Linked DNA regions of Danio rerio: region 1 is linked to region 2. A link is a contact called in public HiCAR-type data. All regions are on one chromosome and are shown on one strand. Each heading gives the region's core, a stretch centred on a gene start, on an enhancer-like site or on the middle of the called end of the contact. The rest is flanking DNA. Distances are from core to core; before and after follow the strand shown. Region 1 holds the start of ripk4 (receptor-interacting serine-threonine kinase 4). Region 2 holds the start of zgc:110006.

Region 1 (6,622 bases), core at 414-2,913, 41 kb after region 2:
TGTAAGCAAAATAATGCAAAAATAACTACAAACTACAAAATTTTAACTTTTTTTTTTTTTACTCTTTTAGCTAGACGAGCCACTCTTATCAAATGGGAACAGGTACTTCCTCCATCACATGACATGTGGATCTGAAAAATCTTTGAGACTTGCGAAATTAAAATGTTTACTTGCAGGATCTCTCAAATCTTTTTACAAGACCTGGAACAATATTTTAGACTATATCAAAGGCTTACCCTGTTCAGTTGATATCAGTTCTAATATACAGTATTTAATTGGAAAGAGGATATATTGACGACTCAATGCAAACTTTTCAATATTTATTAATTTATTAAATAATTAATTTTACTGTTTTATTGCAGACTTGCTCATTTATTATTATTTTTGAAGAATATCTTTTAATTTTATTTTTCTCTTTCTATCAGAGGATATGTTTGTTTATAATTCATAAATGTTATATATTTTATTTTGGGGGGATAGTGGAAAAATAAGAAAACTAAGACAGTCTGTGATTTTTCCTATGTTGTATTCTATACTACGATGTATGGTCTTGTTAAACACCAATATTTGTTTTTAAAGTGCAAAAAAAAATTTAATTAAAATTTCAACTAATTTTTTATAATTTTTTGCTTCTCTTGATTTTTCCTCTTTTTTTTATTTGTATTGAATATTTTTTATATAACATATAAATTTGAGTGTACTAGTTTTTGGACCGTTATAGTAAGTTATTTAGTTAGATAACCTCCAGATTTGGCTTCAGTACTGACTAATCTAATGTATATGCACAACTATAATATTGTACAGCTTCCTATTAAAACTATGAATTTAAAAGATTTGTGAGGGCTGTACTTATACATGCTGAGCACTGTACATCTCATATGACACAAACAAAAGTCATTTTACACTTAAAATCCATGAAAAACACACTGAGGTAAAGTTGGTTTTATATTCGCACATTCTTTCAGTGATAACTTGCCCATATATTGTTTATTAAGCTATATACAGAATATTGGTTCTGAAATCTCATGCATGTATGACTTCAAACACAACATGGTAGCACAACATAGTACTTTGATAGTCTATATTTTAGAATTTGCAAACATTACTTAACTGTACTTATGTTCAGAAGGTGAAAGTCTGATTGTGGGAATATAAAACCAACTTTACCCCAAAGAAAAACACACCAACTCATGATTGTTTCAAAGCAAACTCTTATCTGCAGTACAGCATTAACACAAACAAACTTCACTTGCCCTTCACATGATTGTGTTTATCAAACACACACACACTTTAAACACACTTCTAGACGCTAAAAAGAAAGATATAATGAACTAAATGTACTCACTTGTCATCAGAATGAAGGCTGGGAGGGCATTTGATGGCCAGCCATGTTTTCCACTGCATGTGTCGTACTTTGTACACCTGTCCGAAGCCGCCGGAGCCAATCTTTTCCCAACTCCCAAACTCTGAAGCGTCAAAAGTTTTCAGAAGCCCCATAATCCCTGGGGAATTCTCTGGGACGTCCATTTTCCAAACTGTGAAGTAAGATCCTGTACGGTTCTGTTTTTCACATAAAATAAAAAAAGGTTTGTGTGTGTGAAAGACTAGCAGGTTGTGAACTGCTGTTCCTTGTTTTTTTCTTCTCCCTGTCTGTACTGAGAGCTTGTGTCTGTCTGGCTCTACCCCTCAGCTCAGGTAAGAGAAAGGAGGAGCCTAATGACATAACTTCCTGTGCCAAGAACACACCTACGCCTACACACACACACACACACACACACACAAAAGTAGCAGAATCAATTGCCTAATCTAGTCCTGACGACACTTATGTCTGTTTATATGCTAAAGGGCATCGCTGACACCCTGTTTATCCACTTTTTTCAACTCGACTACATCTAATACAGCGCCAGAAGTTACAAACATCTCAGCTTTCTGCTCACAAAGCCTGGGAATTATATTGGACGCGGTTATCCAAGCTTGTGGAATGCTGGTTTTCACCCAACACCTTTATAACCTGAGATCTCCATGATGTTCGGATAGTCTCTTAACCCCCCCTAAAGAAATACACAAGTTCTCTGGGATTACTCAACACTGTGCTGGTTTTGTGATATGGCTAAAAGAGTTGTTTGGAATGTTAACAACAACAAAGGCCAAAAAAACGAAGAGAAAAAAGGAAAATAGTCTTACATATTCAGGTTTATATTAGCCGGAGGTTCAAGTATGAATGAACACAATAGTTTAGTTGTAGCTTTAGGGTACCGTTTACTCATTTTACACTGATCTGACTGAGTTTACGTCTATTAGACCTTTAAAATAAATCACCACAGCGTTCTCAAGTCCACATAAGTGAGTCACGAATCACGATGAATAGTTTTTAGATCCATTATGACTCAGCAAATTATCATACATCTTAAATAAATGGCAAATCTTTCCTTCTAGGATTTTAAAAAGCTGAGCAGGTGTACTCATGGGAATGTTTGTGTTATTGTGATTGACATCTATGCGTCTAATTTATCAGCATTATCAAATATGGCTGAGCAACCAGTTGTGTGCAATCTTTTACACGTCTCGTGTTGAATGATTGATAGGTTATCATTTTTAGCAAGTAAAATGTCTATAAATGTCCACCTTGTGGCTCACGTGTCTTTTTGTTGTGGAATCTTAGTGATTATTATCAATTCAGTGTAAAAATAACATTGTTTTTTTGGAAACTGTAATGTTTCCTGAACTTAAGCAACTTAGCTTTACTATTAAATTATATTATTCATTTTCTTCCGGCTCAGTCCTTTAATTTATCAGGGGTCACCACAGTGGAATGAATTGCCAACTATTCCAGCATATGTTTTACACAGCGGATGCCCTTCCAGCCGCAACCCAGTACTGGGAAACACCCATACACACTCGCATTCACACACACACTCATACACTACGGTCAATTTTCATTCATTCATTCATTCATTCATTTTCAGCTTAATCCCTTTAATAATCAGGGATCGCCACAGAGGAATGAACCGCTAACTTATCCAGCATATGTTTCACACAACGGATGGCCTTCCAGCTGCAAACCATAACTGGGAAACACCCATACACTCTCGCATTCACACACACATACATGCATTATCAGTTTTCATTCATTAATTTTCTTTTCAGCTCAGTCACTTTGTTAATCAGGGGTTGCCACAGTGGAAAGAACCGCTAGCTTATCCAGCAACCATGTGTTTTACACAGCGGATGGCCTTCCAGCTGAAACCCAGAACTTGGAAACACCCATACACACTCACATTCACTCATACACTACTGAAAATTATGTTTACCCAATTCACCTATAGCGCATGTCTTTGGACTGTGGGGGAAACTGGAGAACCCGGAGGAAACCCACGCCAACATGGGGAGAACATACACACAGGAACGTCAACAGACCCAGCTGAGGCTTGAATCAGTGACCTTCTTGCTGTGAGGCAACAGTGCTAACCACTGAGCCACCATGTCACCTTTATATCATTAAAAAATAATTTATTACATTATATTATATTGTTTTAAGGAACAGCTAAATTTTAATCCTCATTAAATGTTTTACCCAAACAATAAAAGCTATGAAGATTTGATAATGAAATTGGTGCATCTAAATATCACCTTAAATTTAAACCACCTTAAACCTTAAACCACCATTTATTTTATGAAATTAGCCTATATTGTTATAAAAATCTAAATAATACAGTAGATTTTCATTTGTTTTGGCTATATGTAGAATTTCACTGATTTGTGGCTATATAAATTGCAACATCTGCATCAAATTGCATATTTGTGTGCTTTTATTATTATTATTAGAACCTTTATTTTACCGGGTAAAGCACAATGAGATTAAAAATCTCTTTTACAAGAGCGTCCTGACCAAGATTAGGCAGTATACAAATCGTGTTGGTTTAACAAACAAACAAAAACAAATAACAGGTAACATAATTTATCCATTAAAACGATAACAGTTACAGCTACAGGCCCATGCTTCAAACTCCAAATCATTTAAAATCTATTTAAAAGCATATAGTGAAACCAACTCTTTAAACTGCAACTTTGTCTGGAAGTTATTCAGAGCAAAAGGTGATGCACATTTAAGCTCTTTTCCCATTTCAGTATGCACCACTAGTACAGACAATAAAGAAACTTCCTGAAGGCTATAGCTAGAGACAGGTTTTTACAAATGTAAGTATGGAGATATGAGGGGAGTAAACCCAGAATAGATTTATAAACAAAGATATACAAATACTTGAGCCTTAGAGTGGACAAAGCAGACCATCCTACCTGAGTGTACAACACAAAATAATGAGTGAGGGATTTAGGATTTGTTATAAACCTCAGTGCACCATGGTAAACAGTGTCTAAAGCAATAAAATAGCAGAATATTTAAAAAATTGCAATATGAAGTAGTAGACGAACCACGTCTGAAAAATAGATTCATTTGAGGTTAAACATAAGCTGTGAAAGCTTGAGCTGCATTAATTTACAGTAAAATGATTTGATATTTTCTGCACTGTGAGTTAAAATGTAAAGTTAGTTGAATTTACTTGATTATTCGAGTAAATGTCCAATAATATACACTAATGTTTTGAGGAACAGCTATTTATTAATCAAGACCATGCTGATGGCCTTATTTACAACAAAAGTCATCACAAAACATACAATAGGCCTCAATTTGAAAATCCCATCAGGCCTACTTAAAGTCTAGCGAAACCGAAACTGCAAATGGCTGTTGTCTTGTCTTAAAGTGTATCTTAAAACAGGATTTCCCCCCCAAATCAAAGCAATTGTTCGATGAGTTTCAATTGAGTGTCTTCATCATTAGCAATTCAGATTTATATGAGGAGTGACAGCGATCGTCTGTGTGTTAAAGTCGAAATAAAATAAACATCAAGCGTACATAGCTTACACTGAAGACTTCTATAATAGCATATATGTATGTGTGTTTACCTCTAAGCACATATCTGAATCAGATAAACACGTTTGGCCCTCTTGAATAAAGGATGAGAGTTTTGTGTAAATGCGTCTTTGGCTCACCCGTGTGGAGATTCATTAGTATTGTAGTTATCGTAAGACGATCTGTGGTGTCGCAAAAACGCTGCGAAAAGTAACCAGGCAAATATGAAAACGTGGGTAATGCATTTACTACTTGAGATCACTCGAAATTGACGTGTTAAATGCGCTAGATTGAGTTGTATTAAGTTTGCTTTATAAAGTACCGGTGTTTAATCGTCATGGCACTTTATTTAAAAGCGGCAGAGATTCTTGAGAAAGTGGAGCAGAAAAGAGGAGCGGTGAAAACTCTGGTTTATGACAGTAAATTTCCAGTAAGTGCTGTTGTTTTTGTCTCTTTATGTCAATATATGGCGCTATTGGGTGCTTTAGCTATGGGCTCTTGTCAGATATGATTTAATTTAATACATTTACAGCTTGGAAATGATGAAGAACAAAATATTCCGTTTTTTTTCAGGTGACATTTACCTTGTTTTCTTCTCGTGTTTCATCTCAAACCTTTTACCGACGCCGTTGCATTTGTTAATGACTTTACGACGGATTTCGTAAAACAATATTGATGACATTAACTTTGAAAATGTATACATTAATATCATCATATAATTGGCTACAAAACATACATAAATGTTGATTATTTCAATCTTCTCCTTTATATTTACTTTTTAAAATGATCTCGATGAAATGAAAACCCCCAATGCAGTAAAATAATTTTATATAATTTACATTTTTTAATTAATAATTAATTGTATATCGGAATTATTAGGAATTTTTAGATTCAGTTATGTGATGCCTTTCAATATTTATTTAAATTGTGTGTTTACTGTTATGCCATCTGATTTTTATATTTAATAATAAATAAATTAGTTTGTGTATCCTATCATGGTTTTAAATATATAATCCTTGTTTATGGATTCCCATTTCACTCATTTTACCTCATTAAACACCCATATTTATTTATGTTTTCCTCAGAATATCAAGCAGCTCTTTGCACTTGTGTGTGAAACACAGAAATACTCCTCAGTTCTGCAGGAGATCATCAACAGCACAAAGCTTTTAAAAGAAACCAAACTCCGGATTCATTTAGCCAAGGTAGCTGTCTCTACGTTTGTTTGTTTGTTTGTGTGTGTGTGTGTGTGTGTGTGTGTGTGTATGTGTGTGTGTATTCATCACTGATATGTGTGTGTTTGTGTGTTCAGGTACTGGTGTATGACCTGCTCATTGGTCATGGGGTAAAATGCGGAGGCGCCTGGAAGACGACGATGTTAAAGCATCGCGCCAGACTACAAGCTGCTCTGGCCAGAATCAAAATCAAGAGGAAAGTGAGTCGAAATCAGGACCTTCTGCCCTCCAGCATCCAGCAGACACAGAGTGAGCATCAATAACTAAGCTAAAACAAATCATATGATTGATTTTGGAAGGGGGCGACACAGTGGTACAGTAGGTAGTGCTGTTGCCTTACAGCAAAAAGGTCACTGGTTCGAGCCTCGGGCGGGTTAGTTGGCATTTCTATGTGGAGTTTACATGTTTACCTTGGGTTCTTGTGGGTTTCCTCCGGGTGCTCCGGTTTCCCCCACAAGTCCAAAGACATGCACTATAG
Region 2 (5,932 bases), core at 1,668-4,167:
ACATAAAGCCCCTGTCCAGAATGTCACAGCCTGTTGAGTGGCCAAAATCAGTAACAATCTGGAGATAATCAGGACTCTGTCCGTCACAGCCAAACCACTGCTGTTGTGTAAAACTATTTCATAATCACACTGTGAACAATTCTAGGAAAAAACATATCTTATTTATACAATGGAATGGAATATAAGTACAGATCGACTGACATTTCATCATTAAGAGCTTTGTGAAAAGTAAATATTAAAAAACAATGATTTATCATCATACAAAATAACGATATATACATTTTCTTGTCGGCTTAGTCCCTTTAATAATTCGGGGTCGCCACAGCGGAATGAACCGCCAACTTATCCAGCAAGTTTTAACACAGCGGTTGCCCTTACAGCCGCAACCCATCTCTGGGAAACATCCACACACATCCACACACACTCATACACTACGGACAATTTAGCCTACCCAATTCACCTGTACCGCATATCTTTGGACTGTGGGGGAAACCGGAGCACCCGGAGGAAACCCACACGTAGGCAGGGAGAACATGCAAACTCCACACAGAAACGCCGAGGTTCAAACCAGCGACCCAGCAACCTTCTTGCTGTGAGGCGACAGCACTACCTACTGCGCCACTGCCTCGCCCAACGATATATAGGTAAAAATAAAAAAGTACACTTACTAATATATATATATATATATATATATATATATATATATATATATAAAGAGTAAGTGCTCATATTTATATTCATGATAAATTTAAAAAAACAACACATTGTTAAATCTAGAAGTTTGAAGAATATTTAAATATTTTAAATTATAATTAATTAGAATTTTGGGGCTGCAATATGATCTTTAAATAGAGGGGATTTTAATTATAGACATATAGGGCTGCACAATATTGGAAAATTTGACATTGTAATGTTGACATTGTAATATAAATTAATCTTTTTCTAAACTTCTTTATGCACTATTAAAATACTTTGAACTCTCTCAAAATGCTTGCATAGTCACAGGCCTTAAAAACACAAGCAATATTTACCTTTCACTCTATTATGCCTATATTCTGCAGTGTCTCCACAAATCTCATGTTTTGACCTGTGGTTCATCTATAATTCCAACCCAACATTGCATATCTTACGGTGCGACTATTGTGGACACAAATATTGCGATATAGATGTTCAAACAATATATTGTGCAGCCCTAATATACACATACATATATACACACAAGCACACACCAATATATATATACATACATACATACATACATACGCACACACACACACATATATACACACACACACACACACACACACACACATTATATATATATATATATATATATATATATATATATATATATATATATATATATATATATTATATACACACACACATATACATACACACACATTTATTTATTTTTATTTTATAAACACGCATACATGTATGTATGGATGGATGGATGGATGTATTTAGATGAATAATTATTATGTTATGCATGTCATTTTTTATGATCGGTCTAATCCTTTGCAAAATATGGATAAAGACTTTATAAAGGATCTGATAATTTAAACTCACAAATGATCATCAGATCACGTTGCAGATATCTTGGGATTTGTCTAAATTTAGTAAATTGATAATGGTTCACTCACAAACGGTTACTTTACTTCACAGTTACAGTATGTTCAACAACTTTAAAGGCATTTATTTGCACTGATATCAACATGATTACACTTTATTCTTGCTAGTATAAAAACTGTATAAATGACTTGTAGAGCTTATTTGATTCAACCACCAAATGTACTGAAACGCGTTTTTCTTCATCATTAACATCACTGTTATAGTTATTACCATGACCTTGCCCTGGTATTTTAACTGACTGTGGGAAGCCTGTATAAACAAATCTTTCTCTTTTTCTCCCCAACAGGTCCAAACAAGCCAAGAAGATTGAAGATCAGTTTTCTTTTGTTCAAACATTTCTTTCTAGCTCTTTGTGTTTGTACCAGAGATGAAACACAGAACAGTTCAAAGCGGTGTCAAGCGTGGGCTCATGTTGAACTTCTTCTGATTATTAAAGTCTTTACACTGAATTACAATATGAGGACAAAGACACTGCAGTTGTGTGTGTCAAACCTACTGTAATGTGCTGCATAGTCAGCTCAAAAGTGCTGCACGTGTCAATGTTGACTACAAAAGCTGCCTATTTATGAGCTACAGCCTGTGGGAATATTTATTTTAGATAACTAGTTGGTATATAAAGTCTCTAAAACATAGTTATTGCTATCATTTATTATTAATGTATCAATTAGTTGTTATTATTATGTAACTGTACTAATGAACTTATCAATTGAATTAAACAAAAATATTTTAGATAATCAAAACCTAAGCTTTGTATGTACATTTGACAAACAGATAATAAATACGATCTAAAACCAATGTTTGCTGTATTTAATATCAGTTTCATGTACAAACGTGAACTTTATTTGTCTAGAAAAGCGGTGTAACGTTACGATAATCAGATTAACGCGGATAAAGCTTGATTATTTTTAGTACTAAAACACTCATATGATATACCTGTTGACCAAACCCGTTTTAAACCCTCGTTATACGACAAAAGACTTTAAATACTAGTTTTCAAGACATTTAGTGTTATGATACACAGCATCAATCGAAACACAAGCGTACGTTAGATCCGTTATCTAGCTAACGATATCTCACAATAAAAAATCCCCAGAAAGCGGCACCTTCTCGAAAGGCAGACGGCACAGACAGGTGTTAATGGTGTTTATTACCTTATTCGTTACGTTGTCAGAAGAATTTTCGAGACAATCCAGGTAAAAACGGGGATATTGGTTGACCTTAGGGGTAAAGCCACGCTGGTGGAGCGGCGGGTGTTGTTGTTGAAGCGGACGGCAAGCAGCTACAAGTACAGCAACGACAAAGACTGCGCTATCAGTCGGGAATAAAGCCACTCTAGTGACGCTGCTGTGTTTGGTCACGTGCTATGTGTGCGGGCCTCTCGTTGGCTTTGGGATTATTAGCGAGCGGTTGGCGAGGTTATCAGAATGGATTGGCTAGGATGGGTGAGGGTAACATTTGCGTATGATTCATTACTTTTATGAGGGGAGTTTAATATTTTTTATGTGTGTGTGTCGATATTTAGTATTTGTTAATTCCATACCCGACTTCGTTGAGTTTATTCATGCACGGAGTTTACGAGAAAATAAGAAATGGGCACACATATTTATACATTTAAAGAGCGCTTCTGTGTTATGAATATTAGACCCGCGTCTGCGAGTGATATGAAGTGGGATGGCAAATCTCAATGGCTCCGCTCCACTTTTGCAGCTTCAGATCGCCTTTTATGCCTTTAGTTTTTATGCCAAGTTCGATGCTTGAGTTTCTTTTGAAACTATTTTCCTTGGCTGGAGAAAAAAATAAAGAAACGTTCTGTCTGAAATATACATTATGTTACACAACATATTACCTATTAACTAGCATTTCTGATTCAGATTTTCTTTATTATTTTCTTTTATTTCAGTTCATATAGGCTACCTTTTCAAAACCATCTGTCCTCGGTCAAAGTTGTGATTAAATTAGTTAATTAATTTTCCTTTGGCTTAGTCTATTTATTTATCACTGGTCAGTGTAATGAACCGCCAGCTTATCCTTATATGTTTTACACAGCGGATGCCCTTCCAGCTGCAACCCATTACTGGAAAACACCCATACACACTTATTCACACACATACACCACTGTCAGTTTAGTTTATTCAATTCACCTATAGTGCATATAGTCCTATCCGAAGCACCAGGAGGAAACCCACGCCACGCGAACACCAACATACAGACTCCACACAGAAATGCCAAGTGACCCAGCCGAGACTCGAACCAGCAACCTTCTTGCTGTGAGGTGACAGTGCTAACCACTGAGCCACTGTGCTGCCCATTGTGATTTAATTTAATTTAATCTTTAAATTCCCTCACATTTTCCAAACAGCATAAGGGATGTTACTGAGTGTGTTAAATTACTTGATTTTATATTTTATAAATATATTTTGCTTGTCCTCTTTATTGGTTGATTTATTTATTTATTTACCAAACCACTAAAGCAGTATCTTATTAATTCATTTTTTTCATTTTTTTACCTAAACTACATTTATTTGTTTATTTATTTATTTATTTAAATAATATTTATTTATTTAATTAATTATTTATTTATCAAACCACTAAACCAGTATCTTAATAATTAACTAATATATATTTATTTTATTTTTCCCAAACCTTGCATTTTGTGTGGAGTTTGTGGTTTTATTTTACCTTAACTGCATTTATTTATTTATTTATTTATTTATTTATTTATTTATTTATTTATTTAAATTGATTTTATAGGGAGTCTACCTTATTTTGCTTTGATTTTTATTTTATCTCCATTTCTAAAACCCCCGTCCACAGAAATGTATTTGTTATTTCTTATTGTTATTTCTCTGTCCATTTCCCTAACCAACCTCTGTAGGCCACGTCGCGACTTAATTATTTGATTTCACATCTATGCAGCCTGCTCACTCATTTACGACAGAAAAAACCATCATAACGCCTGCATCATTTGCGCATGCGGGGAATTCCAGAGGGGAAATTCTCTCTCTCTCTCTCTCTCTCTCTCTCTCTCTCTCTCTCTCTCTCTCTCTCTCCATCACTGAGCAAACCATTTCCATCGCTTTCTCCTTTCCTCCATCATTCATTCTTACATAACTTGAAAACATCAGAGCTGCACGTGCCTCCATGAATGCATTCGCTATTCTGCCGAGGACCCCATTATTCTCAGCAATCATTGATATAAAAAGAAATGGCTTCTGCTTTTGCTTTCATCGTGTGCCAGTTTCCATGGGCCTCATTTGGCATCTCATAGACAGATTGTCTGAGAGCCTCGTGCCAAAATTCATGTGCAGAACAGAGTCATTCTGGCAAATAATCCAGCACTGCTATTAAGAGCACATTTACAAGAAAGACAGACTCTTTTCATTGACAAAAAACAAATACAGTCACTTCTACATTCTCAGATATACTGACTTTCTTCTTAAATCCCTGGTAAAATATGTGACGTACGGTATTAATGAAGCGCTCATTTGCTAATTTTATGCTAATTATGCTATTTTATTGATTAGCGTGTCTTTCCACTGCTCATAGCTTTACTGCTTGTTATATATTAAGTTATAATCTACTACTTTTTATTATAATATTTTTTTTAAATTTGGTCATGTATGTGTGTTTTATGTGTGTATTCTTGTTTGTTATAGTTGAGGTTTCACAGCTGAATTTATTATTATCTAAAATTGGCCATAAACAGAGCTTGAGCACCGACCTGTGGACAGATAGGATACTGCAACATTTCAAAATATTCAGTGTAAATACCATTTGAGGGGACACATGAAGCTCGAAAAGTGGTGGGTTTAAAGTGCACACTGACTTCTGACTTTTAATTTTCGGTCAGCCAGCTCAAAGGCTTCCGGTGAACTGTCGTCCCATACTAAATCGCCGCGTTTAAGATCTGATTTCTTTAAAAATCAGCCATCTTCACTTCCTGACTGATGATATTACTCAAGTGCCCTCCACGGCCGAAAGAGGTCGCACCGCGACGGCATCAATAGAGTACTGATGGTCTGAATCAATGACTGTAAAAAATATGGACGACGCGACAGCCCCTTTTCCCATTGAACGCCTTGAGGGCAAAACACCTGCTTGACGGGCACAAACTGTCGCAAAAGACTGCTGAAATTGGAGCCTTGACATGCGCAGAAGGACTGTCTGATGGAGCCAGAGGAGGAGCCGCGAAAATGAGCAGAGTCGAGCTTCCAACCAAACGCTTTATGTAAAATCAACCACGCCCCCCGAAATTCTCAGCATGCGTTTGCTGTCATATCAACACAAATGGATGTAA

Evidence for each region. HiCAR-type assays count read pairs that join an accessible place to other places.
Region 1: a contact with region 2 is called in a HiCAR-type map of caudal fin, with 4 times the contacts expected there. The contact joins the promoter of ripk4 here to the promoter of zgc:110006 in region 2. A contact is called at or near these places in 4 of 18 Hi-C or Micro-C datasets (caudal fin, gastrula embryo, hematopoietic stem cells and 1 more) and 1 of 4 datasets of contacts at active chromatin or transcription factors (caudal fin).

Annotation. Positions count from the first base shown.
Region 1 is chr10:40,163,931-40,170,552 of GRCz12tu, forward strand. It overlaps ripk4 (receptor-interacting serine-threonine kinase 4), which reads right to left and starts at 1,664. Exons shown (of 8, transcript NM_213078.1): 1 at 1,346-1,664. The coding sequence starts at 1,527. It overlaps nsun5 (NOP2/Sun RNA methyltransferase 5), which reads left to right and starts at 5,154. Exons shown (of 10, transcript NM_213285.1): 1 at 5,154-5,339; 2 at 5,995-6,114; 3 at 6,222-6,393. The coding sequence starts at 5,247.
Region 2 is chr10:40,121,782-40,127,713 of GRCz12tu, forward strand. zgc:110006 reads right to left here and starts at 2,918. Exons shown (of 5, transcript NM_001020552.1): 1 at 2,787-2,918.